3 separate regions of the Gossypium arboreum genome follow, and regions 1 and 3 are each linked to region 2. Evidence: chromatin contacts called from public Hi-C data. All regions are on one chromosome and are shown on one strand. Each heading gives the region's core, a stretch centred on a gene start, on an enhancer-like site or on the middle of the called end of the contact. The rest is flanking DNA. Distances are from core to core; before and after follow the strand shown.

Region 1 (4,103 bases), core at 17-2,516, 640 kb before region 2:
TTCCCAAAAACCTGGAGAACAGGCAAAAGCGGAATCCATTAAACTTACTGTAGAATCAATCCCGTCGGACCAACTCCCAAATCTCCATCTCTGAGCAATCAATTTCCCTTCTTCCAACTCCAAGTTAATTCCAGTAACCGATCCATCGAAAATACTAAATTGGCCACCGACTTCTTTACTTATCCTAGCATTACTCTGACTAAACCCTTTCCATCTATTCTCATCCATCAAAATCTCGTACATATCCTTAGCTCTACAATTAAATTTCTCCGACATTGTAATCGTCTTAAACCCTTTCTTCCCTTCCTTCTTCACTTCTTTTTTGGCTTCCTTCTCCACCCCAACTTTCTCCTTAGACATCGCAGCTGAGTTACTATTACTAGTAGTAGTAGTTGTATTTTTCGGAGCCGATTTCTTGGCTTCCAATTCATCTTTAACGGGACCACCTTTCGCCATAGCTTTTACAAAATCACTCACTTTCTCCAAAACCAAAGGCTTCCCATTGGCCAGCATCGCTTCCTTCAAGGCTTTACCAATGGGTCCTTCGTCTTTAGTCGTCACCTTAACTTCCGGATCCTCGCCAGCATTCTCATCCGAAATGTACGGAATCTCGAGATTACCTTCAGCTTTCAACAGCGTCTTCCCTTCCCCATCTTTGGCTTCGCCTTCCCAGGATAAACTCAAACTGATTTCATATCCGGGAATGATTTTACCCTTGCGAACATTAACATAGGCTTCGCCATCGACCTTTTCGACCTTCTTGGTCTTGATGCTGAGAATACCTTGGCAATCAAGGATGGTGAGATCGGAAAGCGATTTGGTGAAGAACGTTTTAGACCAAGGGAGGCAATCGGTTTCAGCCCAGTGCCAGTTGTGGACATTAGCACCGTCAGGTCTTTCCTCCACGATCCATCGCTTGCCGCCTTCGCCGTACTTGGCCATTGATGGAAAAATCAAGACGAGGGTGTCTTAGGGATTGAGAGAGATATGAGGATAATGGAAGAGAAAGCTTAAAAGAAGCAATTGGGTGGGAGGGGCTGCTCTGGAGGGTTCGGGCGGGAGGTGGAAGAATCCAGAAATATGGGATGGATATATAAAACTAATTATCTTTGGAAGGATCTAGAGACTTCACTACGAGGAACTTTGGGTTTTGTTGTCGATGTTGCACAGAGCTTGGTACAAACAGAAAGGCTCACTATTACTTGGAGAAAGGGAAAAAAAAAAGTCTCAGACGGACGTTTAGCAGGAACGAGGAGATGTAATTAATAATTAGTAGTTGAATTTAAATAAATCAGTTGCCCTTTACTTGTTATTAAAGTATCTAATTGATAATTTATTTAATTTAGATAGGTATCCAAATAATAATATTTGAGTTTAATACATGTAATCTGATACAAATTATAATATAATCATATTTAAAACAATCATGCAAAATTGAATTTAAATGTTACAACAATTAAATATTAGACCGGTTATCATTCTTATATTTTCTTTTGGTACATAGCAAGAAAGTAGATTAATGGCATGAGAAATTGATAATGGTTTTTTATACTGAAACTCCTCACATTTTCAATATAGTAAACAATATGGTTCCGAAGATCCGATACAGCGAAATTTTGTAGAAAACTTAAAAGTAAGTGTAATAAATGAAATGGTAAAGAAACGGTTTGACTTGTACAAAAGCTATTTTGAGAGAATGTGACAGATAGATTTTTGGTATAAAGTGGCCAACTTATAGATTCAAAAATATTGAAGTCGAATTGAAGAATTAGAAGTAGGTAATGATTGTTGGACCTGAGGATGACTTGGAATGAATATTATATAATGGAAGTCACATTAGGGAATAAAGTTTAAAATTTAAAAAGTATAAAGATTTAAAGTGTAAATTACTCAATAATTTTTGAATTGAATTGAATAAAAAATTAAGGACTTAAAGTGTAAATTACTCAATAAAATTTTTATTTTGTCAAGAATGTTCGTAAATGCAAAATTTATGTACATATTATTAATTATGGACATTTAAAAGTTTTAAGTACCTCGAATAAAATAAAAAAGTGATAAGACAAAAGATAAAAAAGGTTAAAGTAGAATTGTACCACATAAAAAACATCTTGGTCATTTTATATAATATAATTGTGAGATATTAAATCATTAGAACAATTTGGAGCCATTAAATGAAATATTACTTGAAGAATAAATGTGGGCCACACATTTTTAAAAAAGGAAGGACTTTGACATTTGACTTAGTTAATTTGGGTTGAATAAAAAAGAAGCTTACTCCCCTATTCAATTTTCTCATCTTATTCTCTTTTCATTTTTTTATATTTTCTTTAAATTCATCCAAAAATTTAATTACCCGCCTTACTTTCTTACTAAAACTAAGAAATCTTCCTTTAAGCTTAATTTGTAATATTTAATACTCAATCTAATCATTAGGTTCCACTTACAAGATGTCACATTAGTTATCGAAATAACTATAATTAAATACAATTTAATACAACATGAAACATACTAATATTTATATTACTTATTTAAAATATATTATACAATCATTTTCGGATTTTATATGAGCTTACGAAAGCTCTTTTGCTAACCAAAGGTTGAATTAGGTCTAAACTATAAATTTTTTTTTGACAAAGAATTCAAAATATGAATAATATTTCAAAACTTTCAAACATCCTAGAAAATGCTTTAATAGAATATATTTGACAAAGTTCTGAAAATAAATTTAAACTCTTGAACTTAATCAAAACCATTTCAAATTAATTGAAAAACTACTCCCTACAAGAAGTATCGATGTTTTTCAAAATGTATCGATACTTCATCTTTTTATTGATATCAAATCTACTTTCTGTTTTGAATCAAAAAAATTGAACACGAATAATAAGTATCGATACCTTGAAAATTATATCAATGCTTATTAAATTTTATCGATACAAAAAATTTACATCGATACCAATTTTGAATTCTATTTTTCATGATCTATTCAATAATGTCAAAAAGTATCGATACCCATAAAATTATATCGATACCTTTTACCAGGTATTGATAAATCATCTTTGGTATAGTTGGAAACTAATTTTAACGGTCACTAAATCAGACATTAAATGTCTCTAGTATTGATACTCGTACAAAAAGTATTGATACTTTTTGTTGCAGGTGAATTTAATGGTCCGGTATTTCCATCCCAATGACTTTATTTATTCTCCCAACAACCACAACAATTGGAAATGAATTAGAAGGTATAAATACCAACTTCTGATGGTCCTACAACTATAAGAAATATAATCAAGCCTAAAGATCAATCATTTCAACCTTAGTGTTCAATTCTTTCATACTTTTCTTGTATACACTTGTGAGCTTTTATTGTTATTCTTTAACTCAAGTGTATTCTTGTTTATTTGTGCTTTATTGACAAACATTCTGATCTTGTAAGGATTATTTCTTAGTTTTTTTTTCTTGTTTATTTGTGCTTTATTGACAAACATTCTGATCTTGTAAGGATTATTTCTTAGTTTTTTTTTTTTGTAATTCTTTGAGAGGGTTTGTCTTAAGATTTGGGTAGAAATTTTAAGAGAGATATAAGGTTAAACCTTATCCTCAAAGGTTGAATAAATTAGTGAATTTGGAAAAATCATTAGTTGTGGAAAGCTAAGGTAGTGGAGTAGGCAATTGAGGTCGAAACACTCTAAATCTTTGCGTTCATTATTTCATACTTTTTCTTTACTTCCACCAATTTTTTTAAAGGCCAATTCACGTCCTCTTGGAAATTTTGGTTTGATCGATCGAGCTAACAAATATAATTGACAATTACCACAAGTTCAACCATTTAAGTCATCTTTCACTCCTATGTTATTTTCATATAAGAACCTTAAAAAATTTATATACATGACTCAAACCATATTGCCAACTTGGACTTCAAAATTATCAAAGCACCATATGCCAAAATGAAAAAAGGACTATACAAACATTGTTAAGTTGAAGGCCATAGATTGCATGCTGAAATCACCTTTCGAAACTTCGAGATCCATCTAAACCTGCGCATGGAATAAAAAAGACGTGTAATACCCCTTGCCCGACCTGACCGCCGAGTCCAAGCTACG
Region 2 (4,080 bases), core at 52-2,551:
CAAAATTTCACATGCAAAATGTTGCATGAACTTGGGTCTTTAATAGATGCCAATTAAATATTGAACTTGTCATATTCAGCCCAAACGTGTTGGATCAAACCTACAAGTGCTTCTTTGAATCTCTTAGTTCTAGCCCGTATCATAGGCCTAATAGGAATTTTAATTGGACCATCAGAAATATCTTACATCCTATCTCTTAGAGCCTCGTCAACATATATCCTAAATGGTATGGAAATGGGCAGCTTGATGTTTGGCCCAATTAACATTCCAAAGATCACGTCACTAAATAATTTAATAATAATAAAATTATATGATATAATATTAATAATATATAAAGAAATAAAAAGTATGACAACTAAAAAATCTTTCCATCACATTCCATTTTGAATGGCTTAGATTTAATTCTTTCCTATGTTATCCAATGGCCCTGACAAAATTTTCATATCTTTCTTTAATTAAAATTTAAACAATTATCAACTCTTTTTGTAATAATTGCACTCTATGTTCTTTCACATTTTCCCACCAATTCAATTTAATTCTTTATACTTTAAATCTTTCATTTTATTCTAACACTTTTTATAACCTTACAATTTAGTTTATACCCTAAATTAATATTTTTCAATATATTAATCTTTTCAATTCCTCAAGTATCTAATTATCTTTTCTACTAACACTAATAATTCTTATTTTATTGACTTCAAAATTCTAAGTCATATATTCTTGAATTAACACTATTTACGATTAAGGGATTTTAGGGACATTACAATAATTTGGAAAATATAAAATAAAAATTTAAATTTTGGAAGGTGATTAAATTAATAAATTTCAATATTATAGTAACAAATCAATTGACATTATCAAGAGATAAAAAATTTCAACAATTTATTTAATTTATTTTGATGTTTTGAAATTTAAATTTTAATATTTTAAAAAGAATTTTAGAATTTTGACAATGGGATAAGCAAATACAATTTGACAATTTTGTGTATTATTTTAGTTTCTATCACTATTTCACTTTAATGCTTGATGTTTTATTTACACCAATCAATATTTAAAAAGATATTATTTTTAAGTCACCAAACTTAAAGCGACTCGAAAGTTGAGTGACAAAAATGAAAATACAGATATGTTATAACATGTACAATTAACTACCGTTACAGCTGGTGATTGAAATGAAACTGCCCTAAAAGTTAGATAACAAAATTATAAAAATTTAATTTTAGGTGATCAAATTGAAAATATTCTAAAAGTTGTGTGGGTCGTTTACCCAAAAAGTCAAAAGTAGAACCCAACCCTTCAAATTCTGACCAATATAAAAAAATTCAATATCCTTATGTCTCTTTCAGCTCCAACACTTTTGGTCCAGATGAACCCAACTCACCAATTTAAACCAGTTGCTTCGAAATCCAGGAAAACAGTTCGGTCGAGCCAATGCCTGGAAGGACGGACGAGTCACAGTTCCAAAGCAGTGACCGTTAGGACCCGGACCAAACCAAGCCGTAAACAAACTCGGCCGCAATCTTCTCCGGTTTCTCTCCCTTGTTTTCGCAATACCACGATACTGCCCCCGGAGTTCTTTCAAATTGACGCTCTTGATTTGGCGCCACGTTTGCTTGGCAAGTTTTTAAGGAGAGATGATGTTGTTCTTCAAATCACTGAGGTAATTTTTGGTGCATTTTTGCTGACTTTCTTCCTAAATTCTTTTAGCTCTTCGGAAAATCGAAATGGAAGTTCGAAATTTGTACTTTTTGGGTGTTGGGGCTTTCATTAATTTGAGCAGTTGAATTTTGTTCAAAGCCCATTTTATTTGCTTGCTGAGAAGAAAACCAAAGAAAAACAAAGGCTACCTACTAATTGGGTCTGGTCAAAGTTTCATATTCCCCCCACCAATTAATTTTAATTCCATTGTTATGCATTTTCTTATTTGAATCATTATGTTTTAACAGGTAGAGGCTTATAGGCCAAATGACTCAGCTTGTCATGGTAGATTTGGAGTCACGGCAAGAACAGCCCCTGTTGTGAGTTTAGCCCTTTTGCTTTCATCTTTCACATGTGCTTGCTAATCTGATCATTGCTCCAGTAATACCTTGATGGTTTTAACACTATTTATGTTTATTTTGGTACTAATAATAATAGATATTGAGATCCTCTATGTGGTTGTTGTAGTTTGGTCCTGGAGGGCATGCTTATGTTTATCTTTGCTATGGACTTCATACGATGCTCAATGTTGTTGCTGACAAAGAAGGAGCTGGGGCTGCAGTGTTAATACGTGCATGCGCTCCGGTGTGTGGTACGTTATCATATTATTATCTTGTATTAACTAAGTATCTGTTACTTCTATAATCATCTGCTTTGTTTGTTATCTATTAAATTGCTAATGTTTCTTATTATTGTAGCCTATTTAGCCTTTCATTGTTGTGAATGCGTAGTTGATGATCCCTTGAATTGTCCTTATTTAATTATTTGCAATCGCCTACTTTAACATCTCATAATATAGTAACTGTTAAGAATTTTTGTGGGAATATTCATTTCTAGTTTTCTTGTCCTTCATAAAAATCTCGAACTTTACATGCTTTCTATCTTTGGGTCAGAAAACAAAACATAATGTTTGTTGAAGGCAATATGTGAACCCCGTTGCAGGTTTGGAGACTATTCAGGAGCGTCGTGGTCAGCAAACTGAAAAGCCTATTCTTCTCACTGGACCCGGAAAGGTTCTAAGTTTATTATTTCCTCTTATTTTTGGATTATTTTGATGTTCCTTTTTATGTTCCTTTTTATGCAATGTGGATTTGTTGGTTCAATTAGCATAAACAGTTTTTAAATATTGGTTTCAGATAATTAATTAAGAATTCTTCTCAAGTGCAAATAAAATCTTGATCCTCTTTTACCTTGACATATTCATTGCATCACCTATATGCAATTTGAACTTATTAGTGAGATGAGCTATAATGACAAAATTTGGGGAGAGGGAGGAGGGATGATGAAAATTATCCAAAACAAAAGAAAAGGAAGTGATGAAATGAATTCAGATTTTTCATTTATCAAACATTCAAACTCAGCATTGGATTTGCTACTAAGAAGGTTTAAAGTGAATCTAACAGTTTGGAATGATGCCAAAATTCCAAGGCTTTAATGGCTTCAAAAGAGAACTGAAGAAATGTACCATGTATACGGCCAACCCTGCATGCAAACTGTCAGGTCATTTCTGCCCACACATGTGCATATGTACTTCACACTTTGTTTTCTTTTCGTCTGCCTCTCTTTTTGTTACACTTTCATGAAGTATTAACTTTCACTTATCCTTTTTACTTTTAAGCTTCCAAGTCATTTATGTGGAAAAAAAAAGTTTTAGATCATATTCTAGCTGATAAAATGTGGAGGCATTGAATGACACTTAGAAAGAATTATATGAGCTTAACATTAATGTATAATCAGACAATAAAGTTTTTTGCTTGGATTGAAACATTGGTGTATTAAAGTTCTTCAGGTCTTTCATGTATTAAGTTGCTGCAACTTAGCAAAGAGAAAATTTACTCGCTGATCTATTAGTGATCTGGTCCTCCCTCCCCCACCCGCACCCCCACCCCCACCTCCCCAAAAAAAAACGATTCCTTGCATAGAGCAATCATCTCCTATATTACTCAAATTCAAGTGAGAGTGTCAAATATGAGTATGTTTAATTTTTTATAAGTTTCTCTATGTACTTGGTGGGGGGTCATACCCATATGTGCCATACATGGGTGTCAAACATGAGTACTTCATGAAAAAAATAGTCATAGATATCTCTCTGGAGTAATGTATGATTTTTGAGTTATTAATTCATATATTTCTATGTATTAGGTTGGTCAGGCACTTGGAATTACCACAGAATGGTCTAACCATCCACTATACACTCCTGGTAATTAGTTGAGCTGCTATATTTGTACATAATTCTGATTTCTACTGATGTAGTCCTATAATATAAAATTATATGGAGTGTGGCCTAGGTGGTTTGGAACTCTTGGACGGGCCTGAACCGGATAAGATATTAATTGGGCCACGTGTTGGCATTGAGTACGCTTTACCCGAGCACGTTAACGC
Region 3 (4,583 bases), core at 751-3,250, 860 kb before region 2:
TTCCACAAACTTCACATTGCCCGTGAGCGATTGATCATTCTAAGACCCAATGCAAAAAAGAAGCCTGTATGCTTCTAACAGAAGAAAGAGAACAATAAAATTTGAGCTTAGTTTTCAGTATCATCAAGATCAACACATTAAAGCAGCAGAGAATTAAACCATTCACTCTTAAGTAACATCGTAACACTAACATATACTTAAAGTATATATATATCCTCAAGGAGACACTATGCGCACTGACAGACTTATAATGAAGTTGCTGGCAAGGCAACATTTTCATCATTCTCATTAAAGGGGATAGATTAGATATCGGCAAACAAGACAACAATGACACTCAGTCCAAGTTTCAACTTTAAAACCATGAACCAGTAGACCAAGATCAGACTTGCAAAGTCTTATAAATTTTTCACAATAAACTGAAAGAAAGAAGTGTTCATAAAGTTCCAACAATTCAAAACCAAAAAAGAAAGACTATTCCTCGTTTCGGAATAAAATAAATCATATTCCAAAACCAAATACTGCTCGTATCTTATTGAAAATAAGGTCTTTCCAACCCCTCTCAGTGTTCTCCACCACAGTCGCATTCCCATATCTGCATCACAAATCAAAGCAAAAACAGAAGTAAAATCAATGACCCAATTCAGAAAGTAAGAAATTAGCCATCTTGCGCAATAAAACAAATAAAAACCAACCTGTCCTCCTCGGGAACATCTGAATGCGTGAGTTTGATTATAGTAACCCCAGGCTCAGGCTCATTGAAAACAAGTCTTACCTGCAACAACAACCCATTAAAGATAAGCCATCATTCGACCACACTGTATTCCCAAAAACCTGGAGAACAGGCAAAAGTGGAATCCATTAAACTTACAGTAGAATCAATCCCGTCGGGCCAGCTCCCAAATCTCCATCTCTGAGCAATCAACTTCCCTTCTTGCAACTCCAAGTTAATACCAGTAACCGATCCATCGAAAATACTAAATTGACCACCGACTTCTTTACTTATCCTAGCATTACTCTGAGTAAACCCTTTCCATCTATTCTCATCCATCAAAATCTCATATATATCCTTAGCTCTACAATTAAACTTCTCCGTCATTGTAATCGTCTTGAACCCTTTCTTCCCTTCCTTCTTCACTTCCTTTTTGGCTTCCTTCTCCATCCCAACTTTCTCCTTAGACACTGCAGCTGAGTTACTATTACCAGTAGTAGTATTAGTTTTGGGAGCCGATTTCTTGGCTTCCAATTCATCTTTAACGGGGCCACCTTTCGCCATAGCTTGAACAAAATCCCTCACTTTCTCCAAAACCAAAGCCTTGCCTTTGGCCAGCATCGCTTCCTTCAAGGCTTTACCAACGGGTCCTTCGTCTTTAACCGTCACCTTAACTTCCGGATCCTCTTCAGCATTTTCATCCGAAATGTACGGAATCTCGAGGTTACCTTCAGCTTTCAACATTGTCTTCCCTTCCCCATCTTTGGCTTCGCCTTCCCAGGATACACTCAAACTGATTTCATATCCGGGAATGACTTTACCCTTGCGAATATTAACATAGGCTTCGCCGTCGACCTTTTCGACCTTCTTGGTCTTGATGCGGAGATTACCTTGGCCGTCAAGGATGGTGAGATCCGAAAGCGATTTGGTGAAGAACGTTTTCGACCAGGGGAGGCAATCGGTTTCAGCCCAGTGCCAGTTGTGGACGTTAGCACCGTCGGGTCTTTCCTCCACGATCCAGCGCTTGTCTCCTTCGCCGTACTTGGCCATTGATGAAAAAATCAAGACGACGGTGTATTAGGGATTGAGAGATATGTGAGGATAATAATGGAAGGGAGAGCTTAAAAGAAGCAATTGGGTGGGAGGGGCCGCTCTGGAGGGTTCGGGGCGGGGAGGTAGAAGAATCCAGAATGTGGGATAGATATATAAAACTAATATTTTTGGAAGGATCTAGAAGACTTCACTACGAGGAGCTCGTCTGCTTTTAGGGTTTCTTTGCTGATGTTGTGCAAAGCTTATGGCATGTTTGGTACAAATATTGTAATTTTAAAACATCCCTTATAAAATAAAACATTGATTTACTTAAATATGTTTGATTATGGATTTGTTGGCTTTACCACCCAATGAAAAGTTGAAATTGTATATTATATCATCATTTTAAATAAAATTGGTTAAATTACATTAATATTATTAAATTATTAATAAATTTATATTTTGGTCATTAAACTTCAAAGAGTTTCAGAGTGATCACTAAATTATTTCAAAATTTTTATTTAAATCATTAAACAATTTAAAAGTTTTTTTAAGTCACTAGACTATTAAGTTATTAAAAAAAAAGTTTAGTTAACAAACTCTAAGCGATGTTTCAATGAACGATATGTGGATTAGTATCCATCGACAAGTATAATAACATATCTTAGATCCAAGTCGATTTAATAGTTATTGTCGAAAATCGAAAAAGAAAATTGTTTGGATTTTGGTTTGCAAGTTTGTGGCGTTCAAAGCTATTTCATAAAAAAAAAAACTTAATTGTAGAAAGGAAGGGGAAGGAAAGCTTTTGATTGGTGCATATGGGGCTAATAAAAAAGGTCATACAGTAGTGATTTTAACAACCCAATGACTTAAATGAAAACTTTCGAATAGTTCAATCACCATTCTATAGATTTTTAAAGTTGAGTAATCAAAATGTAAATGTACTAATAGTTTAGTGACGGTGAGTATAGTTTATCCAATAATTTAATTGAGAGATATAATTAAATTTGTTTTAATTGATTAAATAAATAATATTTTGGGAACATAAAACTCATATTAAGTTGGATAAATTATATAAGTTACTTTAAAGACTATATAACAAATATATAGTTGTACCTAATATAAGAAAAACCTAATAAAGCCCACTTGTATTATGGTGGGTAGCACATTGGAATATTCCTAGTGTGTGTGCCACTCACCATGTGATGTCTTAATGGGAGTCTGTATTTTCTATTAAAATTGTATTATTTTTGTCTCCTCTTATTCAAATAGAACTCTTGTGCATTTTCTTTATAAAAAGGGACTATGGGATAAGTAAACAACATAAAACTTTAAATGTAGTCACTTTGTCGAAAATTAGTGAGATCTATTTTTCCAAATAAATTCTTTTTTTTGTGAAAATTCAATTTTTTTTTCTTGTCTATAAAGAGAATTAAATTTTCATTATGTGATTTGTAACACCCCTCACCCGTATTCAATGCTGGAATAGGAGTACGGAGCATTACCAGACTTATAACATATTCAAACATACATTTCACATACAATTAATCAAATCATATATATTTTATTTACAACCAATCATTGTGTCCCTAATACGAGCCTACGAAGCCCTAAACATACATTGGGAGTGGTTCGGGACTAAACCGATAACTTTGTAAACTTTTTGAACACTTAAGAATTTTTCTCAAAAACAAGGGACACACGCTCGTGTGTCTCACACGGCCAACAGGCACGCCTGTGTCACAAGCTGTGTGGACATTCGAGTTGGGAGTACATAGCCGTGTCCCAGCCCGTGTCCGACCCCATGTAACTCTCTGACTTGGGTTACATGACCAACACATACACCAGTGTGGCTAGCCCGTATGCCCTAAAAATGGTCATTCACACCCGTGTGCTAAGCCGTGTGCTAGGCCATGTGCCAAACCTGTAGGGTATACTGACTTATGCCACATGGTCAAGTCACACGCCTGTGTGTGAGGCCGTGTGGAGCATATTGACTTGATTTTAATTTCAACATCAGGGGACACACAGCCATGTACATGATCGTGTATCACACACGGCTGAGACACGCGCTCGTGTCTCTGTCCGTGTGGACAAAAATATGCTATTTACCAAGCCATTTTGCCACCCAAACTTCTTCACACCTATATTAACCCAAATGGCACCAAAACATAACATTAAAAGGCATTTTAATCAACCAATTCAGCCATACCTCATGCACATTATTTTAATCAACCAATTCAGCCATACCTCATGCACATTCTATTATTTCATTCTCCATGCACACAAATCACAAATATATGCTATACCATTTATACCAATTCACATTTATAAATCAACTAATTATACACTTCTAAACTTGCATCATTTTGCATCAAAACCACAAGCATGTAACTACTCTAAAATCAACCACTTAACATCCTAATCTTTATAATTCCCAAGCATTATATATTCATCCATAAACTCACAACACAAAACATATATGCACATATTTATACATAACCAAAACAACCAAATTAAGCCAACTCTCATGGCTATATTCACAAGTCAAAACATAAACATTTACAAGACAATTCTAATGGCCAAAATCATTATTAACTCATAATCAAAATGACCAAAACCCTATACATGCCATATAACTAAAACATAAGCTTAAAAGTACCAAATTGATAGCTTGATAGTGTGATGAAGACTCCGACGATCCCCAAATCTGAGCTAGCTTAGAAATCACTATAAAACATGGAAAAATAAATAATGTAAGCTTTATAGCTTAGTGAGCTCGTATGAAATAATTAAACAAATTTCACCATTCATTTACATTTTCAAATAAGTAACTCAAATT

What was found. A called contact is a pair of places that touch in the nucleus more often than the background predicts.
Region 1: a Hi-C map of leaf shows a contact between it and region 2, with 4 times the contacts expected there. The contact joins the promoter of LOC108457615 here to the promoter of LOC108458555 in region 2. A contact is called at or near these places in 2 of 5 Hi-C or Micro-C datasets (both in leaf).
Region 3: a Hi-C map of leaf shows a contact between it and region 2, with 4 times the contacts expected there. The contact joins the promoter of LOC108460714 here to the promoter of LOC108458555 in region 2. A contact is called at or near these places in 2 of 5 Hi-C or Micro-C datasets (both in leaf).

The regions. Positions count from the first base shown.
Region 1 is chr4:59,823,696-59,827,798 of ASM2569848v2, forward strand. It overlaps LOC108457615, which reads right to left and starts at 1,267. Exons shown (of 3, transcript XM_017756655.2): 1 at 49-1,267. The coding sequence starts at 942.
Region 2 is chr4:60,461,093-60,465,172 of ASM2569848v2, forward strand. LOC108458555 (DNA-3-methyladenine glycosylase) reads left to right here and starts at 1,302. Exons shown (of 6, transcript XM_017757971.2): 1 at 1,302-1,660; 2 at 1,947-2,018; 3 at 2,167-2,290; 4 at 2,641-2,711; 5 at 3,841-3,898; 6 at 3,987-4,080. The coding sequence starts at 1,334.
Region 3 is chr4:59,602,932-59,607,514 of ASM2569848v2, forward strand. LOC108460714 reads right to left here and starts at 2,001. Exons shown (of 3, transcript XM_017760319.2): 1 at 869-2,001; 2 at 693-772; 3 at 246-592. The coding sequence starts at 1,759. The coding sequence ends at 499.